Linked DNA regions of Mus musculus: region 1 is linked to region 2. A link is a contact called in public HiChIP or PLAC-seq data. All regions are on one chromosome and are shown on one strand. Each heading gives the region's core, a stretch centred on a gene start, on an enhancer-like site or on the middle of the called end of the contact. The rest is flanking DNA. Distances are from core to core; before and after follow the strand shown.

Evidence for each region. HiChIP or PLAC-seq counts read pairs in DNA pulled down with a chosen protein or histone mark.
Region 1: a contact with region 2 is called in a RAD21 HiChIP or PLAC-seq map of pro-B cells, with 14 times the contacts expected there. The contact joins two enhancer-like sites. A contact is called at or near these places in 1 of 15 datasets of contacts at CTCF or cohesin (pro-B cells) and 5 of 484 Hi-C or Micro-C datasets (the C10 cell line, the NIH/3T3 cell line, the STO cell line and 2 more).

What each region holds. Positions count from the first base shown.
Region 1 is chr4:95,867,003-95,869,821 of GRCm38.p6, reverse strand. All of the region lies in intron 14 of Fggy (FGGY carbohydrate kinase domain containing), which reads right to left. Among named protein-coding and RNA genes, the nearest start is that of Hook1, 99 kb to the left of the region's middle. Within about 2 kb of position 1,316, at least 11 of the 459 cell types and tissues checked have an H3K27ac peak or open chromatin away from gene starts, as enhancers often do. A contact at or near this core is called in bone marrow-derived macrophages and pro-B cells, where this site is marked.
Region 2 is chr4:95,415,872-95,418,675 of GRCm38.p6, reverse strand. No RefSeq gene overlaps it. Among named protein-coding and RNA genes, the nearest start is that of Gm12707, 68 kb to the left of the region's middle. Within about 2 kb of position 1,440, at least 33 of the 459 cell types and tissues checked have an H3K27ac peak or open chromatin away from gene starts, as enhancers often do. A contact at or near this core is called in bone marrow-derived macrophages and pro-B cells, where this site is marked.

The DNA of each region.
Region 1 (2,819 bases), core at 67-2,566, 450 kb before region 2:
GACAAGTTTTAAAGTGAAGGTCTTAGTTTATCCTGTCCCTCAAAGAACTGCCTCAGACGCTCACCTGGGCATTTTGGAGTTGGGCTAGAAACAAGGCTACCCAAGGCAACACCTCACCTTTCAGACCTGTAACCTCAAACTTCCCCAAGGCTGAACGGAGGCTCGGAGCAGCAGCTAAAGAGAAATTGGGGTCCCGGTGGAAAGCACAGCATGAAATTCTATTCGTTGTCTGTGTTAGTCATATATGAGACTAGAAGGGGAGTCTGAATTCTCAGGTCCCAGGTCCCACTGCTGCTGAGTTTTACCACCAGGCCATTTGTCTCTGCCACTAGAAAGAAGTGGCTCTAATGAGAAGCTCAGTAACATCTTCATTTGTGACAGTCATAATGGGGGCACACAGAAGATCAGAAGGAGGAAGGAATTCCAACACATACTACAACATAGATGGATCTGGAACACATTGTTATGCTAGAAAGAAGCCAGTCACCCAAAGGCAAATGCTATTTAATGCTGCTTATACAATGTGGTTAGAGCTGTTGAAATTAGGTATATGCTGGTCAGGAGCTGTGGGAGCGGCTATGGAAGGGGCTATGCAGAATTACTGTTTCATGGGTCCAGAGTTTAGGCCCACGTGTTGAAAAGAGTTCTGGAAACTGATGGTGCTGACAGTCGCACAGGATTGTGACTGAGCCCCACTCCGTGAAACAGGAACACTCAGAAAGGGGTAAAGGGTTAAAATGCTGAATGATAGACCATATCCATTTTACCCCAACTAAATAGGAAAAAAAGAGCACAACTCAGACCACCTCCCACAGTGGTTATCTGTATTATTTTCTTCCGCATACAATGTAAAGCACAGCCTTCAATGTCTTTATATTTTTCAAAGTATAAGGGCTTCTAAAGTCCTCCCAGGGTATTTCCGTGGAAAGTAAAAAGTCAGGAAGAAACAGTCAGTTATATAAAGTTTTATATCTGCATGTCTTATATGATTTCTTATATCATATATGGCTTGCTGACCATTGACTTTTTGCCTTAGCTGGTCTCAGCTTGCTGTCTGTAAAGCTCTCTGGAAGGAACCTTCCAGTCCTAACTGGTAACTGTTTTCCAAATACTAATACGAGGTACTCTCTCACGAATTAGCTCATCTGTACTAAGCATTCTTCAGAATGTTTTGGAGCGCTTGGCTATTTCTAAAAACCTGCAGTCAGTACACGTGGAAGATGTCATGGTGGGGTGAGCAGACAGGAGGCACTCAAGTATAGGGGCCCTTGAAAGAGCACTGAGGTGGGGTTAGATGCTCTAAGGATCAGGCCTGGGCTCTGCCACCTGCTTGCCATGTGAATCAGGAAGGAAGGAAGCATTTATTAGGGCTTTCTATGCGAGGAGGTACTTTCACACATATTATCTCATTATTTCACATAACTTTCATAATTTATATACCATTTTCACAATCGTTTCCATACCTAGCTATTGCTTGAATTCATGAGTAAGGGGCTATCTTTCAAAATTCTGCCTAAAACTCCCCTTTCTTGAAAACATGGTTTCATTTGGGGCAGAAATTCTCATAAAAACTCAAGTTTGATTCCAGCTATTTATATTTTTCTATTATACATTGAAGAAAAAATAATCAGGAAAGAAACGACTAGCAAAGAATAAGGTTCTCTGCCCAGCACTATGAAGCACCCTGAGAGCCACATGTGCTTTGCTCACATTCCAGCAATGTCAGTTCTTCCTATTTTACCACCTTCTCTGATGCTCAATGACAGTGCATAGAGTTTAGTAACTGACCCAGGCTGGATCCATCAGCTTTCAAAGCCATGTGCTGGTTACCATTTTCTACCCATCTAGTTTGTGTTTGGGCATAGACTATACAACTATTTACATAGTACTCGCCAAATGTTCAAATCTCATGGATAATAAAACTTCACAATGACTTATGCATATACATATATATGTATATATATGCATATATGGCTAAATAAAGACAAATCAGCAAAGCTATACAGGATTATCCATATCAAGCATGACTGTTTAGAATAACCAAGTATTTAAGAAAAAAAAAAAACGAGTTCAAGGAAGAATACCTAAAGTGGTTGTAATGGCAAATGCCTTTAATCCTAGTACCCAGGAGTCAGTGGCCAGCAGAAATCTGTGAATTCAAGATTACCCTGATCTACAGAGTAGGTTCCAGAATAGCCAGGGCTACACATGGAAATCTAGTTTTAAAAAGAAGAGGAGGAAAAGAACGAGAGGAGGAGGAGGTGGAGCAAGAGGAGGAGGAAGAGTAGGAGGAGGAAAAGAAGGAAGAAGGAAGAAGGAGGAGGAAGAGAGGAGGAGGAGGGAGAAGAGGAAGAAGAGGAGGAGGAGGAAGAGGTGGAGGAGGAAGAAGAATTATTTCTAACATCATCTTGCTTTCTACCTTTCTTAGCTTGTTGAAACTGCATGGACCTACCATGTTCCTGGTAGGCCATGGCATGGTCGGAAGCAGCTTTGCAACCTTGCAGATCTGAGTGCAGCCCTGGTTTTGTAATATTTACTGGTGGTAGCTTCTGGAACGGCACTTAACTATTTTAAACCTCAACTTCTCCTTTGTAAACTGAGAGTTCTATTTACTGTTAAAAGAAGATTAAGTGCATTAGACTCATAAAATGCCTTACCCAGTGCCTTCCTGGCCCGAACTGTGGACTCTCAGTGGTCTTCACCACCACACTTTACCACTGCCATTGAATCTGCCTGAGAAGGTTCCAATAAGGCCACAAAAGAGCAAGTGGGTCATAAACTACACACCAAATGGCTGTGACTATCTCTTTGTGTCTCAG
Region 2 (2,804 bases), core at 191-2,690:
CTGGCCTAGAGCAGGCTCTTCCAAGTACTTGTAGCAGGATCTCTTGGCTGAAAGGTGCCTCTCCAACCTTCCTCAGTGGCAGTTTTGCCTGGCAAGAGTAGCAGCTTGCTCCATCACAAATGTCAGGAGACAAAACAACCCCAAATAACCTGGAACTAGAAGCTAAGCTGACTGGACACACACTTTCCTCATTCAGAAGTTTCTGGAAACCCCAAGAAAGATTGGGTCCTGCTTAGCAGCTCACTCACGTAGAACCTAGTGCTGCCTAATATATCATGACTCCCTCCATACCTCAGTGAATTCAGACCTCTAGTAAACCCCTGGGATTTTCTTAAAAAGACACTGAGATAAATGTCAACAAGGGAGCTTTCCAGCCACAAAAGACTGGGGTAAATTAGTTTATTCTTCAATGAAAATGTTTTTCAGTGTTAGGGACTGTATATATTGTTTTTACCTCTTTTCTGGCCTAACTCTTCTCTCCTCTCCATCCCTGGCCAGCACAATAACTGGTATATAATGCCATGACCAGTGCTCTCCACTGAGCTCCTGCAGATACCTAGGCCTGTATCCACTTCTCACAGAGGCTAGACTTAGTACTTCTAAGAGGTTTGATTGCAAGTTGAATATCAGACGTGGCATTTCCACCACCAGCCCAGCTCTCCTATTCTCTCTTTACAGTCTCTGCCTTTGTCCCCAACCTTGCTCTGTCTTGCCCCTTGGTGCACTACCTCCTTCACTGTCTCTTCCCCTATGCTGTGTTCTCTGTTGTCCATGCCTCTAGCTCCTCCTGTGAGTATCATCTTGTGAGCATCATCTTAGCTCGTGTCTCCCTGTCTCCTAGCCAGGATGCATTGCCAGATCCCCAGCTTCTGTTGTGCTCATGGTCCTCTTCACTTTGTTGTCTGCACTCTGGAAGGTTTTCCTCTTCCAGCGGCCTCATGCTGTGGACAGGCTGCATCTTTGCCTGCTTTAAAGACTCTGAGTCCATCACAGGAGATCTGAGATCTCCTGTGGGAGAATGGGAATGGTTCCCAGTGAACTCTACATCACAGAACTCTGCTATCAAATTTAGAAGGCCTCCCTGTAGAGCACCCCAAATGTGGAAACTTAAGTGTGTCTTCCTCTGCTCTTAGCTGAGTTTCTGGAAGATGGACAACATGGAAGTAAAGCTATAGGAATTAGACCACCTTATCCATCCCACCTCCATCTTATCAGAGCAGCCCTATTCTGCCCTAACAGCTCCCTCACTACCTCCCTGTCTGCAACAGTGTGGCCATCACCACGTGGGCAGCTGTAGTCACATTCAGAGGTGAGGCAGAAGGACTCACTTCAACTCTGACATTTAGCATCTCCCCTGAGACTTTGGTGTTTAGTCACCCTGCTGGGTGCAAGCAGGAATAGCCTTTTCATCAGATGTCTGTGGCCTGGGGGAAGGGCACGTCAGACACAGGCTAGTCTGCTGAGTCAGGGTTCAATGTGGTCAGTCTCCTTGGCCTTGACAGTGGCCCTCTGTAGGAATGCATCTTTCCTCTCTAAAGCCAGTTGATTCTTGGAGTACATTCAATCCAAGCTGTGCAAGTAAGACTATTCCCTGTCCATCTGTAGAAAAGAAGATGATCACAGCTGGGAAGAAAGCAGATGTTGGAGGCAGACAGTTGAACCTCTATGACCCTCAGTTTAACTTCTCCTAATGAAGCACTATTATCTAACTGTATATCTTGCTATGAGATCAAATGAAGAGGAACATATCGAAGTCTTACCAGAGTGCTTGGCCAAAAGTCATCAGCCTAAAATGGCATTAATATAGTGACTTCTTAGGTCATCCTTGTTCTTTGGGGAAGATTGTGCCTTTCCTGCAACCTAGCACAAAGGTCTGGCTCTCAGATGCCTAAACCCATGGTTATATCCACGTGGCTCTGGAAATTTGAAATGAAAAACAATTGAGACAGCAAAAAAGGAAAGGGAAGTTAAAGATCATTGGCTTTTTCCTTTCCTTTTTTTTTTTTTTTTTTTTTCTTAATGCACAAACTGCTTCCACAGCTTGGATGATCCCTGACTATGTTTTATTTCTTTGTATGGAATGCAGTTTCCAGAATAAAACTATGCACTTAGCCTGTAAGAAAGGATTTCCATAAACAAAGTCCACTAAGTGAGACCTCTGAAATAATGGCACCTTTACTACCCCTGGAATTAGACTGACTGACGTTCTTATGTTGGCTCTTTGCTTAATCCCTCTCTCCATCCTATGTTTCTGCTCTTTACTTAGGAGAAAAATACTCATGTAGTCTTTGGACCAACATAAAGAGGGCCTGGTATATTCAGTGTTGTTAGGCGAGATGTTTAACCTCCCCAGTAACTTAGCTATCTTTAGCCTCCTCGATGCTATTTTGAAATGTCAAACTAGCAAACACTGCTTCCAGAATGGCTCTAAGATGAGATGTGACAGGATGCTTGGGGGTGGGATGATGGGGAGGAGGTGGGGGATGATAAAGGAGCCTTCTGATACAGGGTGAGGTAATACAACAACTTTTCAACTGCCAAGACTATGTCTCTTCTATCATCCCATCCTCTTCCATGGCCTGGCCCAATCCAGGAGGGTAAGGGGCCAATGGGCTAAAAGGATTTATGCTTATGTGACTCTGGAGCCAAAGGTGGACATCACATCAGGCAAATGAGAAAATCCACTGTAAAACTACTATGAACTTATCATTCAGTTATATTAGTGGTGTTATAGGAAAGATGAGGATGCAGTAACTTACAAAGGTACTTGTACATTAGCCTTTGATTATTTTATAAATGCAAGA